2 separate regions of the Mus musculus genome follow, and region 2 is linked to region 1. The links are chromatin contacts, called in public HiChIP or PLAC-seq maps. All regions are on one chromosome and are shown on one strand. Each heading gives the region's core, a stretch centred on a gene start, on an enhancer-like site or on the middle of the called end of the contact. The rest is flanking DNA. Distances are from core to core; before and after follow the strand shown. Region 1 overlaps Xpnpep2 (X-prolyl aminopeptidase (aminopeptidase P) 2, membrane-bound). Region 2 has its middle 14 kb from the start of Elf4.

The links. HiChIP or PLAC-seq counts read pairs in DNA pulled down with a chosen protein or histone mark.
Region 2: a contact with region 1 is called in an H3K4me3 HiChIP or PLAC-seq map of the 230-238 cell line, with 4 times the contacts expected there. The contact joins two enhancer-like sites. A contact is called at or near these places in 9 of 39 promoter capture datasets (the C10 cell line, the HPC-7 cell line, cranial neural crest and 5 more) and 2 of 115 datasets of contacts at active chromatin or transcription factors (the 230-238 cell line and large pre-B cells).

The regions. Positions count from the first base shown.
Region 1 is chrX:48,125,247-48,131,684 of GRCm38.p6, forward strand. It overlaps Xpnpep2 (X-prolyl aminopeptidase (aminopeptidase P) 2, membrane-bound), which reads left to right. Exons shown (of 21, transcript NM_133213.2): 13 at 99-176; 14 at 1,623-1,694; 15 at 3,479-3,539; 16 at 4,801-4,870; 17 at 5,433-5,537; 18 at 5,902-5,961. Among named protein-coding and RNA genes, the nearest start is that of Sash3, 18 kb to the right of the region's middle. Within about 2 kb of position 2,390, at least 81 of the 459 cell types and tissues checked have an H3K27ac peak or open chromatin away from gene starts, as enhancers often do. A contact at or near this core is called in the 230-238 cell line, where this site is marked.
Region 2 is chrX:48,465,232-48,471,745 of GRCm38.p6, forward strand. No RefSeq gene overlaps it. Among named protein-coding and RNA genes, the nearest start is that of Elf4, 14 kb to the left of the region's middle. Within about 2 kb of position 4,525, at least 5 of the 459 cell types and tissues checked have an H3K27ac peak or open chromatin away from gene starts, as enhancers often do. A contact at or near this core is called in the 230-238 cell line, where this site is marked.

The sequences.
Region 1 (6,438 bases), core at 1,140-3,639:
TGGGGTGAAGGCAGCTGGGCATTTGCTGTGCGACATATCCTAGTCACAGCCTAGTCCGTGCGCCATTCTCTGCCCATTCCTTACCTTGCCTTGCCTAGGAATGAAAACTTCTCCTCTGGACCCAGTTTTGAAACCATCTCTGCTAGTGGCCTGAATGCCGCCCTGGCCCATTACAGGTACTTCAGAACAAAGAAGTTTCTACAGTGCTTGTGACCAGGGGTCATGGTTGTGAGTAGAGGGGACCTGGGTTGGGAAGGGAATGTTCTGAGCTTTGAGTCAACATTTAAGGTTTGGGGCCTTCAGGACTGTGGGTAGTCAAGGGAGGGACTCCTTTGCCATTCGAAATCTCCTTGAAATTAATAGGTCTGAGAATGGCTTTTGTTCCCAAAAAGCAGGGATTTGGGGAGTGCTTGAGTGCTTCTGGGGTCTTTAGGGTTCAAGGAAAGCACAGTTTCTGTTAGAAACTCTTTCTGTGAAATTTTTATGGTTGTTTTTTTTTTCAGAAATAGTTTTATTGACTTGGGTTTTTGTTTTTGTTTTGTTTTTCGTTTTTTTGTTTTTTTTTTTTTTTTGGTTGGTGGTTTTTTGGAGGGTTTTGTTGTTGGTAGTGGTGGTGGTGTTTGTTTTTGTTTTTGTTTTTGAGACAATGTTTCATGTAGCCCAGGCTAGTCTCAAACTCATTACATAGTCAAGATTGGGTTTCCTAATCTTCCTGACTAAGGTTTCTTAAGTGCTGGGATTAAATGTGTGCACCACCACAGCTAGCTTGAGATGGGGTTTGCTTCATAACTCAGTCAGGCTAGCAATTTGTGATTTCAGGCATGAGTACAATCACACAAAACCCCACAGAGAAAAGGCCTGTCTATTCAGCTTCTGTCAACTATAGTGAGTGCAAAATATAAGATAGTCAAATACTTGGTCTCACAGAAAACAAACCATGGTAGGCCTGCCTGATAAAATTTGGAGGACCAAATTAACCAAATGCATCAAGTTGGCCTGGACTTGACAAAAGAGGAGTCAGAGGCCCTCCAGAGAAAGACCTGGCATGTCTAAGAGTTCGCCCTCCCTGACCCCTCCCCAACCCTTGCCCATGGAAGCTCGAGAGTGGTAGAGCTGATATACCTTAGTCCCCTAAAATATTGTTGTCCAGTCCTATTTTTAAAGTCCCCTCTCTTCCTATGCACTAGCTCCTTGGGGCCCTCTTGGATGTATCAAGAACTTACAGAGAAAGAGAGTTCAGGCCCAGAACCTCTTTGCTTTGCTGTGTACCTCGTGCAAGCCTCTTGCCTCTGTGGGTTTGTTCTTATTCGAGGAGAGATGGCCAAACCAAGTAGCCTCTGAAACTCTTAGCTCCTCTTTCCAAGGACCAAGGTCCTGCTTAGCCATATGCAGGATAAACAGAAGTGTACTAAGACAGCAGCTGCAGCTGCTGTCAGAGCCAAGTGCTTCCCAGGATTGGCAGATGTGTACAGATGATTTCCCCAGAGCAGAGAGCCTGGAAGGCTAGCCCCCAAGTAAAGGGAGTTCTTCGGTTTCTCCTTAGCCCCTGTCCTCAGCTCCACCCTGTTTGCCCAGTGCAGGGTTCGGAGTCTCTCCTCTCAGTATTTGTTTTTCATTCCTAGCCCAACAAAAGAGCTGCACCGTAAGCTGTCCTCAGATGAGATGTACCTGGTGGATTCTGGGGGGCAATACTGGTATGTATACCCACCCCACTGTGCCTTGGCCTAGCTCTCAGCTCAGGCATTCTGGGTTTCCTGAGGCTGGCTGAAGCTGGCTTTCCTGAGTCATAGGTCTTCATTTGATTAAAGCAGGGAACTGTATTGAATAAGCCCTGAGCAGCCTTCTCGTGTTCCCATTGTGGGCATCTGCACAGTAGAAAACACACAGAGGTTAGAATAATAGGGGCACTCATGCAGCACCTGGGTGAGAATTAGGAAAAGACTGGACTTGTTTAAGGAATTTTTTTCAAGTCTGCAAATTATTTACACAGATCTGCCTGGCCGCACAAACGTGAGCACCTATATCCTCCCCCACTCAAGCAAGCCCTAGACACAGCCCACATCAGAGTCGTTAAACCCAGCTCATTCCCTGTGGCAAGATGAGTGACCACGTAAGGTTGGAGATGGAGGCAGATAAAAGACGAAGCCCTTTAGAAGTGATTCTTTTGTACAGTGTTAACCTACACAGTTCCAGTGTGACAATCATGCCTAATGAGCTAACCATATTCCTTTGAAATGTGTGGCTAATCATTCGCAGTTTTATTGGGTTTCCCAACTTCTATCCCGTGGAACGCACCAAGGACAGAGGCTCTTGTTCATAGCACACCTGTTGGGGAGCCAGCTTGCCATGTGCTCAGTTTAGCAGCCTGTACTTCTCACTAGATTGATGCTGTGTGAACTTGAGATGGCTGTAAAGAGGAAGTACATTTGTGGAGGCGTGTTGGGTTGGGGCATGCTTAGAAGAGGGTGAGGTAGGGAAATAGTCACCTCACTTCCTCTTCTCTCCCGAGGAAGAAGTTCTCCATGCCCCATGACCTACTGTCAAGAAGCCCCAGAGTCCTGGGACCCTTTTTCCATGCCTCCCCCATGGGATGGGTATGCTCTGTGCCTGTCTGGGGGAACCACTACAGCTAATGATTGTGAGTTGGACCTGGTGGCTCTGGCTTCACTTTCATGGAATTCCAAGCCATGCCCATAGCCAAGAGCATCTTATGCGGAGTCAGCATTTTCTCTAGCCTGGCTTTAACCAAATCTTGGGGAAGGAGACAACCTCACAGCCTAATGGCTTCAGTGGCCTCATCTTTAATAAGGAAGCCTGCTCTGCTGCCCTCTGTGGGGAGATGCAGAAGTGTCCTATAAATAGTAAAGGGCTATGACTGTGGAAAGGTTAGGATATTGTCATCGTTCTCAACCTCAGTCTTCCCATCTGTAATTTATTGAGATAAATAGATAGATAGATAGATAGATAGATAGACAGACAGACAGACAGATAGACAGAGATAGGCAATGCCCTGAACATAGTGACTTTTACCTTAAGAACTCTACTAAGTCTCTTTGTTACGTGGATGCTGAGATATGATTCTAATGGTGGTACCTATCCTCTATCCCCCTCCCATCCATCAACCTTTCTTTCTTTCTTTCTTTCTTTCTTTCTTTCTTTCTTTCTTTCTTTCTTTCTTTCTTTCTTTCTTTCTTTCTCTCTTCCTTTCCCTCTTCCTGACACGATCTCACTGTGTAGCCCAGACTGGCATTGCCATCACAATCTTCCTAACTAATTCTCCTGCATACCAAGATTACAGGCCTGCACCACCATGCCCAGTTCTCTCTCTTCCTTTTGCCCTTCCACATGTCCTATTCCAGCCCAGTCACTCAAAGCCCAGTAGAAACAAACAATAGAAAATACACAGGAAGACCATGGCCCTGGGCCCTCCACCCAAGTCCTCAGCAGAATTAGATGTATTAGTTCTCTCTCTCCACAGGGATGGGACCACAGATATCACCAGAACAGTACATTGGGGCACTCCTACTGCCTTCCAAAAGGTAAGTGCTGGACCCTAATTTTTCCCTTCAGTTTACTCCAAGTGATCACCTCATCAAGAGCCCTTTCAAATTGACAGGAGTAAAACCGAGGCCCAGAGAAGTGATTTAGTTTGCCCAAGGTCAAACAAAAAGTACCAGGAAAGCCAATGCAAAATCGGGCCTCCACCAAGACCTCAGGCCATGTGCATCCTCTTGTCATGTCCGTGTATGAATGTACAGATATTGGCCATCTGGATGGTTAGCCTGTGCTCTGCAAAAGGGAGGGAAAACTCTTTTTAGCGGAGAAAAACAGCACAGGGCATCTGAGATCCGAAAGAACTAGAGCTGGTCTAAAAACAGGGAGGTCTGCGCAGCTGGAGTGGAACCAAGGACACTGGCGGGGTGCTGAGTGGACCAAGGAGCTGCTAAGATGCAGCCAGCAGACCAGGAACACAGAACGGGGAGCCCTGTTGTGCAGGCCTCCAGGAACTCATAGACTAGCCTGTTGAGGAGTCTGTTTCCCCAGGGCCCCAAATGGCAAGCCAGTGCAGGAGTATGGGGAAATGATATGACCACATGGCCACTAGCAGTGACCAGAACAGGTCACCACTGCCCATCTCTCTCTCCCCCAACAGGAAACAGGCTCTGCCACATGATCAGACCCAACCCACACTTCAGACCTTAAGGAAAGCTAAAGGAAGTTGCTAAGGCATGGTAGCACATACTGGGGCAGTTAAGACAGGAAACTTTTACTGTTCAAAGCCAACCTTGGCCACATAGCAAACTGCAAGCCTACCTGTGAGGAATATAGGAGTAAGCAGGCTACCTCTGCCTGAGCATTTGCTCACTGGCTTCTGCTCATTGTCAGTCTACTTTATCCTATGACTTTAGCAACCACGTACCACTAACATCCTATTAAATATAAGGGCACCAAGGAATAGAGAGGGGAGAAAGTCAGTGAGTGTCCAAGCCAGGATTCTAGACTTGAGCCTGCCACCCACTCAGTCACTACCCTCTACATTTCCTCTGCACATGACTATGACCCCTGTATATGAGCCTAAGAGAAGCACATGGAGTTGGCCCCAGCTTTGGAAACACCTTTTCCCCCCACCTTCATTTGGTCATCTTCCAAAACCTGAGTGAGTGACGGCACATGAGAATGTGTCTCCTACCCCTTGTCCTGGGCCTCCATTCCCATCTATTCTAAGACCTAAGCAGCTGGAAATTCCCCTATCACTCCTCCTGTGCTTCATATTACCTCTTCCTCTCCTTTCCTTACCAGGAGGCCTATACTCGAGTGCTAATGGGAAACATCGATCTGTCCAGACTTGTCTTTCCTGCTGCTACATCAGGTAGATTCCAGAAAACAGACTGGACCCAGGCACCTCAAGGCTCTGATATTATGGGACTTGGATTGCTATCCTGGGAGGCCAGTGAGATAGCCCATCCCTCTCATTTAAAGAAGGAAGTCTAGCCAGGAAAGAGGATTTGTCCAAGGTCTTACATAGGATTACTGGGGGTACCGGGCTTTGAACCCAAGTCCTCTGCCTCTTAATCCAGTGCTGTTGCTCAGAGGCAGGAAAAGCCAGTGTGAGCTTCAGACATCATATACAAATTCTTGGAGGACATTATTGTCAAAGTGCTAAGGCCTATGTCGTGAGGGAACATTTCAGTAGAGTCATCAGTCCAGATAATAAGTCTAATGTATGTATCCCTCAAGATAGTGAGGGATAGGACTGGGTTTATCAGAGAGACACTTCCTACTTTCATCCATCAGCCTTTCTCCATCCCACCCCAGTGTCCTCTTAAGAGCTCTTATCCTCAGGTACCACCCTAGGCATGGAGTAGGAAATGCCAAGGTAGACAGTCTAGGGTCCAGCCAATGGACTGGAAACAATCTCTTTTCCCTTTTAGGGAGAGTGATAGAAGCCTTTGCCCGAAGAGCCTTATGGGAAGTTGGGCTCAATTATGGTCATGGGACAGGCCATGGCATTGGCAACTTCCTCTGTGTGCATGAGTGTAAGTATATTCTCAGCCATCTCTGTTTGACCCTCTTCTATGAAATAGAGCCTTCCACCGCCATGGAATTACCAACCCCTCCAAAAAGGTATGACCCACCCAAGGTCACCAGATGGAGAAGGATGCTCCAAGCGCTAAATGAAGAATACTGCCAGTGGGCATTCCAGAGAGAACCAAGGCCCGTTGACCAAATGGCATATACCCCCGAGAAGGAAAAGGCAAAGTCTGTCTGGTGTGTCCAGATATGACAAGTTCTAGACATACCTAGGGACCTTCCCTCTAGCTACCTTTCTTCCCCAGAATCTCCTCACTTCCAAGCTGGTGATACAGAGAGCTAAAACCATGCTTATATCTTCCTTCCCAGGGCCAGTGGGATTCCAGTATAACAACATTGCCATGGCCAAGGGCATGTTCACTTCCATTGGTATGGTTCTTGATTCCCTCCACCTTACCACCCAATCCCAGAGTAGAGTTATCTGGGGAGTGCAGTCATATGCACCCATCTTTAGGGAGCATGCCGAGCTGTGACTTAGCTTGGGCTCTATCACTGCTTTCTTTCCCAAATCTAGACCCAAATGGTTATCACACCCTTACTCCAAGTCCCTCTGCCCATACCTTCATTTTTGCTGTTTTGTTTCAGACCATCTTATATAGCACAAGCCATCCTTGAACTCATTATATAGCTGAAGCTGGCCTTAAGTTCCCAGTCTCCTACTTCCACCCTTTCAGTACTGGGATTACAAGCATGTGCCAATGTACCTGGATTTTCATAACTCTCCTTTTATCCTTGGGAATTGGCTTCCAAGTAGATACCCAGACTATGGAGCTGTCTATCAAATGCTGGGGTAATAGGATAATGGCACACAGAGATTAGAGCCCCAAGTAGGCTCCAGTCTTCCTT
Region 2 (6,514 bases), core at 3,275-5,774, 340 kb after region 1:
AGATGTCAGGTTCTCCTTTAAAGGGAAAACCCGGTAGGTTAAAAAAGACTCAGCTGGATGATGGTGGTGCCCAGCCTTAACTTGGGAGGCAGAGGCAGCTGGCTTTCTGAGTTCAAAGCCAGCCTGGTCTACAAAGTGAGAACCAGGACAGCTAGGGCTACACAGAGAAACCCTATGGGGGTGGAGGGTAGGGCAAAATGAAACAAAACAACCAAACCAAAGCAAACCAAAAGATTCCAAGGCCATAAAAGCTGAAGATAGCCAGGTGTGGTGATGTATGTGCTATGCCATTAATGCCAGTAAGGAGTAAACCTGAGCTTCAGTGAGACTCTGGCTCTGGAACAAAACACCAAACCTCTAGTTCAGCCAAAGGGGGAGTGGAGTCATGGTGAGGAGACATTTTCCAAAGGCTTCAGATTCTCTTAGCATCTGCTCTAGGGCTCAGGTAATGGAGACCACGGGCAGATAAAACACAAAAAGACATTTAAAACTCACACCCGGGGCTGGTGAGATGGCTCAGCAGTTAAGAGCATGGGCTGCTCTTCCGAAGGTCCTGAGTTCAAATCCCAGCAACCACATGGTGGCTCACAACCATCTGCAATGAGTTCTGACGCCCTCTTCTGGAGTGTCTGAAGACAGCTACAGTGTAGAGGATATTAGAGCGCCGGCGCCTAGGCAGTGGGTAGCAGAACACTCCCATCCATGCATGCACACTCGCTCCACTGTGCTCCACTGCCTCAACAGAAAAGACAAAGAGTACCTGCTGCAACCTGAGGAAGAAACACATTGAGAATGTAAAGCAGTGTGTGGTGGCAGGAGGAAAGCAAGAGAGTGAAAGGCTTGAAGAAAACAGAAGAGAGCTACGGAACCAGGCTGGGCAAAAGGACTTCAGACTCTATCTTCTCACTGAGCATTGTTTACTCCATGTTTTGTTCACAGGGAATGACAGAGCAGATGCAATCAGAAAATGGTTTAGTCAGTGAAGTAGGATAATAAAGCAATGTGAGAGGCAATGAAGTTTCATTTGCCATTCACACAGGATACTCCCAGCACTTGTGTTGCACTGGCAGTCCCCTTTGGCATGTCTATGTCTGCCACCAGGTTATAAAGCCACTGAAGGCAGGGCCTATATATGACTCATCTCCTTATCTCCAAGACTTAACATGATATGCAGGAGTTGCCAGAAAAGACGTAACAAATGTTACACCAATCTCTGTATGTATTTCCAAATTCAACACCCATATTGACTGCTCCCCACAAAGAGCTTTGGGTGGAAACTTGCCTGAGCTTTCCTCAAGTGACATGCAGACCTAGAGGGCTCCTCGGAGACTAGGGAAGGTGAGTCAGAAAGGGTGAGACTGGTAATGGACCTGCTGGGGAGGTCACGTTTGTCTCCAAATTGTCAGCATTTCCTAGCCAAGACCCAGGAGAATAGCCTTGTGGTGAGATGGGCTGTGTTTATTGCTCGTTGCAGCCAGGAAGGTGGCACATCATGGGAGCCAAGAGAGTGCTCGAAAGGATTTGCAGATGTTGGCTGGGTTTAAGGTTTAAGGTTTAAGGTTTAAGGAAGCTGGTCTTAGCTCTGGACTAGCTGTTTCCAGGCAACAGGAGTCATCCTCCCATTATTGGTTTGGCTTTATTTATTCATATTTATATTTGAGACAGGGTCTCATTAGTAGCCCTGGATGTCCTGAAACTCACTAGTTCAGAACACAGAGATCCACCTGCCTTTACCTCCCAAGTGCAGAGGTTAAGGGTCTAGATTGCCACACCCTTCCTGGGTTGACTATCTGAACAAGTCTTATCCAATAACAGGGTAGAGTAGAGCAAGACTAAAGCTATGTATGATTGGTAATGAAGTAGCAGGCAGTTAGATTACCCAGGCTCAGGGATTTTTTTGGTCATTTCCTGTGGTTCCCATGATGTTCATGTTTCTGCCTCAGGCACATAATGTAGAAGTCTTTTTTTTTTTTTTTTGTCTAGATTCATTGTGGTCATGCAGAGCCTTGTGTGATGCTAATGTTCTGAGATTTTATGTTCAAAACAGTACTTGAACCTATGAATGCCAGGTCAGTTACTAGCCATAACAAGGCTTCCTGATAGTACTAATTCAGCTTCCGGGTGTCAGGGGTATTTTCCCTTCTCAACTGTCTGTTTTGAGATGATCTCTGGTTTATAACTAGAGTTTGGCAGTCCAGTATCTAAGTACTTAGGCCCTCCCTGTACTATGACCCAGTCACACCCATATGTAGAACCAGCCAGGCTGGGAGACGTCATTACTGGCTTGGGCTTTATGTATCTGTGTGTGGTACTGTGTATATGTGTCTGTGACCACTAGAAATTCTCTGATAAGATAGGAATGAAAGCCAGAGGTAGGCCTACTTCTTCTACTCTGGTCCCAGGAGGACTTTCCTTCTGCCCAGAGAGTGAGGTGTTAGCATGGAATCCCAACAATCTGGACAGCAAGGGTACTCCGCTTTGGGCGGAGTCAGGGAATGGAAGGGCTATTGCAGGAGCTGGAAAGGGAAGAGGTAGCCCTGGAAGGGAGGGGAGAGTTCCTTTGTATAAATAGGTCTCTAGAGAAGCTGCTGGTTTTCCTTCAAGGAAGCAGCCTGCAGTAGGTCACTGTGTGTTCCCACCCTCATCCCTGTCTGATGTAAGTCCTTGTCTCCAAAACAGGCCTTGTTGATTACAACAAAAAATAAAAATAAACCACATGTGCTGACCTCATCCTTCATAGAGAGGCTTAATCTGACCCCTTTCAAATCAAGTGAACCTCCTCTTAGTTGATCTTGCCAGGCTTAAAATATTAGGACATCTTGTGTCATGCCTTATGGGTAGCCAAGCAGCAATAAGAGGTAGCAAGGTACCATCTGATAGTATTTGAAAAATGGCAAAAGGAACTGGATTGAATTCAAGAGGGTGGGCTACAAATACTTGGTATTCTGACAAAGCTCTGACTTTTCATCCCAGGGCATGTCTTGCCCTGTCCTGCATTGTGGTATGGCCCTGCTAATGATAGAGATGCTACTTGAGGCTAAACCTCAACTGGCACTGCATTTTGCTGTGAAGTTAGAAATCAGACTCCGTGATCTTCCATGGCCTAGGCTGATTAAATGTATCCTGGGTAAATGGCAACTTATGGCAGTGGGTGACGTGATGGGGGTCGAATATCCTTTCGTAAACAATCTGAATTACGAAGATCAGAGCCTGTAAGAGGCTCGTTTTACAATCAAACCTGTTACCTAATATCATTCAACCAACCAAGGAAGGACTCTTTCAATACTCTGCCCGAGTTTTCTGGGTTATGGCATATGGTCAACATCTTGGAGTGGAGGGGGACAGTTTGTGCTCTGGGAGAGCCTGCAATTCCTTTAGAAATGACATAAATACCAGTGGCTATGGTTTGAGGGTATGGATCAATCCATAGAAGCCAAAACTCTGGGCTAGCATGAGAGGTGAGGAGAGGAATATCTTTACCCTGATTTGAAAATTATAGAATATATACATAAACCAAAATCAAAACATCACAAATCACCATTTTTGTTCTGATGTATCAGCTTTAAAAATTAATTTAAGAAAATTTAAAAGAGCAATTAATTTGTTTTCTTTTTTATCTGCTTTTTTGTTTGTCTGTCTGTTTTTGAGTCAGGGTTTCACTGCCTAGCTTTGCCTATCCTGGACCTCACTTTGTAGATCAGGCTGGCCTAACTCACAAGATCCACCTGCCTTTGCCTCCTGATTGCTGGGATTAAGACTATACATTACCACGCCTGGCTACGTTCTATCTCCTAGATGGAAGGAAGCTAGAAATAAATTAGCTGAAAGTAGAATAATTACTGGAAGCTGGGAAATATGGGAGTGGAGAAAGGGGCTTGGATTTGATCAGCGTATGTCACTGCATATATCGATGTTACACTGGACCATTTTAATAAACATAAAACGTGTTAACCAAAAACTAAAAAGAATCCAAAGAGCTGACCTGGTGAGATGGATCAGGAGGTAAAAGTGCTTGCTGTTAAGCCTGACAACCTGAGTTGGATTCCCACGACCCACACTCCAGAAACTCGCTTTCTGACCTCACACACAAGCCATGACATGTTATATGTACAATAAATGTGTGTAATAAGGATTTTAAGACGTTAAAAGGACAATAAAGATTAAGGTAATAATTGCAATTGGAACTCACAGAGAAATCATACATGGACACTAGTCCAAGGCAGGCTTTGATTTGGGTTGAAAGAAGAAAGGGGAGGGAAATGGAGTTTTATATGTAATAGGAATGAAACAAAGTTTAGAGAGCTTAATAAGTCAGATGGGAGTGTATTTGCATGCACATGTGAGTACCTTTTATAAACGTTACAAGAAAGGCCAGGGATGGTGGTACACACCTTTACGCCCAGCACTTGGGAGGCAAACGGAGGTAAATCTCTGAGTTTTGAGGCCAGCCTGGTCTCTAGAGAGCCCCAGGCCATCTGGGGCCAGTCTCAAAAATAAAAGAAATAAAGTCATGAGACAGGATGTAGGCAGGAAGAGTGAGCTGAGATCATGGACTGTTAGAAGATACTTGGAAATTGATGTGTGGGTGACAAACAGGCACTTCTCCTCCCCCCTTTTCTTTTTGAAACAGCTGCACAGCCTTCCTTGGCCTGGAAGTCACTATTTAGTCTAGGTTGGTTTCAAACTCAGAAGTGCCTCCTGATGCTGGGAGTAAAGGTGTGTACCATTATGCACAGCTCCTTTAAGTTTCTCAAGTAGATGTGCTATCTATACGTATCACTATTTGCATGTGTGAGTATACACTGATGGGTGGTATGCCTGCATGTGGACATGCATGTAAAGGCCAAGGAGTCAGGAGTCTCCCTCAGTCTATCTCTATGTCATTTAGTGGGGCAGGGTCTCTCAGGTGACTCTAGAGCTCACTGATACAGGTAATCTGTGAGCTAATTTGCTCCAGAAATTCTGCCAGCTCCTCAAGAGCACTGGGACTCCAGGGGGTCAGCACCCACCTGGAATCTCCATGGGTTCTGGTGTTGATCCGGGTCCTGGGGCTTCACTGCTCGTGAGGCCAGCACTTTATTCACTGATTATTACCCCAGCCTCACTGGACATGGTTTTTGACTAAAACTTGCTATGTAGACCAAACTGGTCACAAAATCAGCAGCTTCTGCCTTCCGGTACTGGCACTAAAACCATGTAGCACCATGCCCAGCCCTGGTCATATTTAACAATGCTGCCATCTACCTAGCTCACAGAAGGCAATGGACATGCATTAGATGGACTAGGTCACTTAATTTTTAATTAACTGCATTACAGTGACACAAAAACCGCTGCCAGAGAATTAAACTAAACTGTCAATATCATAAAAACAAATCAAAATCTGATTTTCTTTACAAGACAGGCTCATTATGAAGTCCTGGCTGGCAAGCATCTTGCTATGTAGACCAGGTAGGCCTCTAACTCACTGAGATCTGTTTGCCTGTCTCCTGAGACAATACAACGTTTAAAAATGAAATTCACCCTGTCCCGAAAAAAACAGAAAAAAAAAAAAAAGGAATTCAGTGAATCTTACTGAAGAGGGAGAGGAGGACTGTAGGAGCCAGAGGGTCAAGAACACTATAGGAAACCCACAGGATCAACAAACCTGTCCTCACAGAGGCTCACAGACACTGAACCGACAATCGGGGAGCCTGCATGGGTCTAACCTAGGCCTTCTGGCTATGTATTATGGTTGTGTTGCTTGGTGTCTTTGTGGGACTCCTAACAGAGGGAGCCTGCTTTGGGGGTTCTTTCCTCTTACTGGGTTGCCTCGTCCTGCCTTAATATGGGGGGAGGTGCCTAGTCGTATTACAACTTCATATAACATGTGTGGTTGATAGGCATTGGAGGCTCGCCCTTTTCTGAAGGGAAAGTGAGACGTGGATCTGGGTAAGATGTACTATATGAACCAACCTGTCGAACAATGATTTTGAAATGCCCTACCCCATCTATATAAGCAGCAGATATTACTGCATAATGATTCCTATTTTATAGGGTACTGAAGAAATGTCTATATACCAGTGGATATGTCACAGATCAGATCATAGCTCACTAAATATGTGTCCACATAATAAGAACCTGTCCTAGTGCAGATGGTTCTTGGAGTCAAACATGGCCTGTTCTGGTATTCAGAAGGGCTACAACTGTAAACTTCCTTTCATTTTAAGTTGCTTTTGTAATCAGGCAAGTAGGGCTGGAGAGATGGTTCAGCGGTTAAGAGCATTGGCTGCTCTGTTCTAAAGGTCTCAGGTTCAATTCCTAGCACCCGCGTGGCAGCTCACAACTGTCTATAATCCTAGTTTCAGGGATTGTAACACCCTCACATAGACATACATACAGGCAGAACACCAATGTATATAAAATAAACACAAATAAGTCATAAAATATCAGGCAAGTAGCAATTTTCTGTTTACAGAGATATTCATAACTGTGTTCTCAATTCTGTGCTGTTGAGGACAGAACCCGGGGGCTTGCA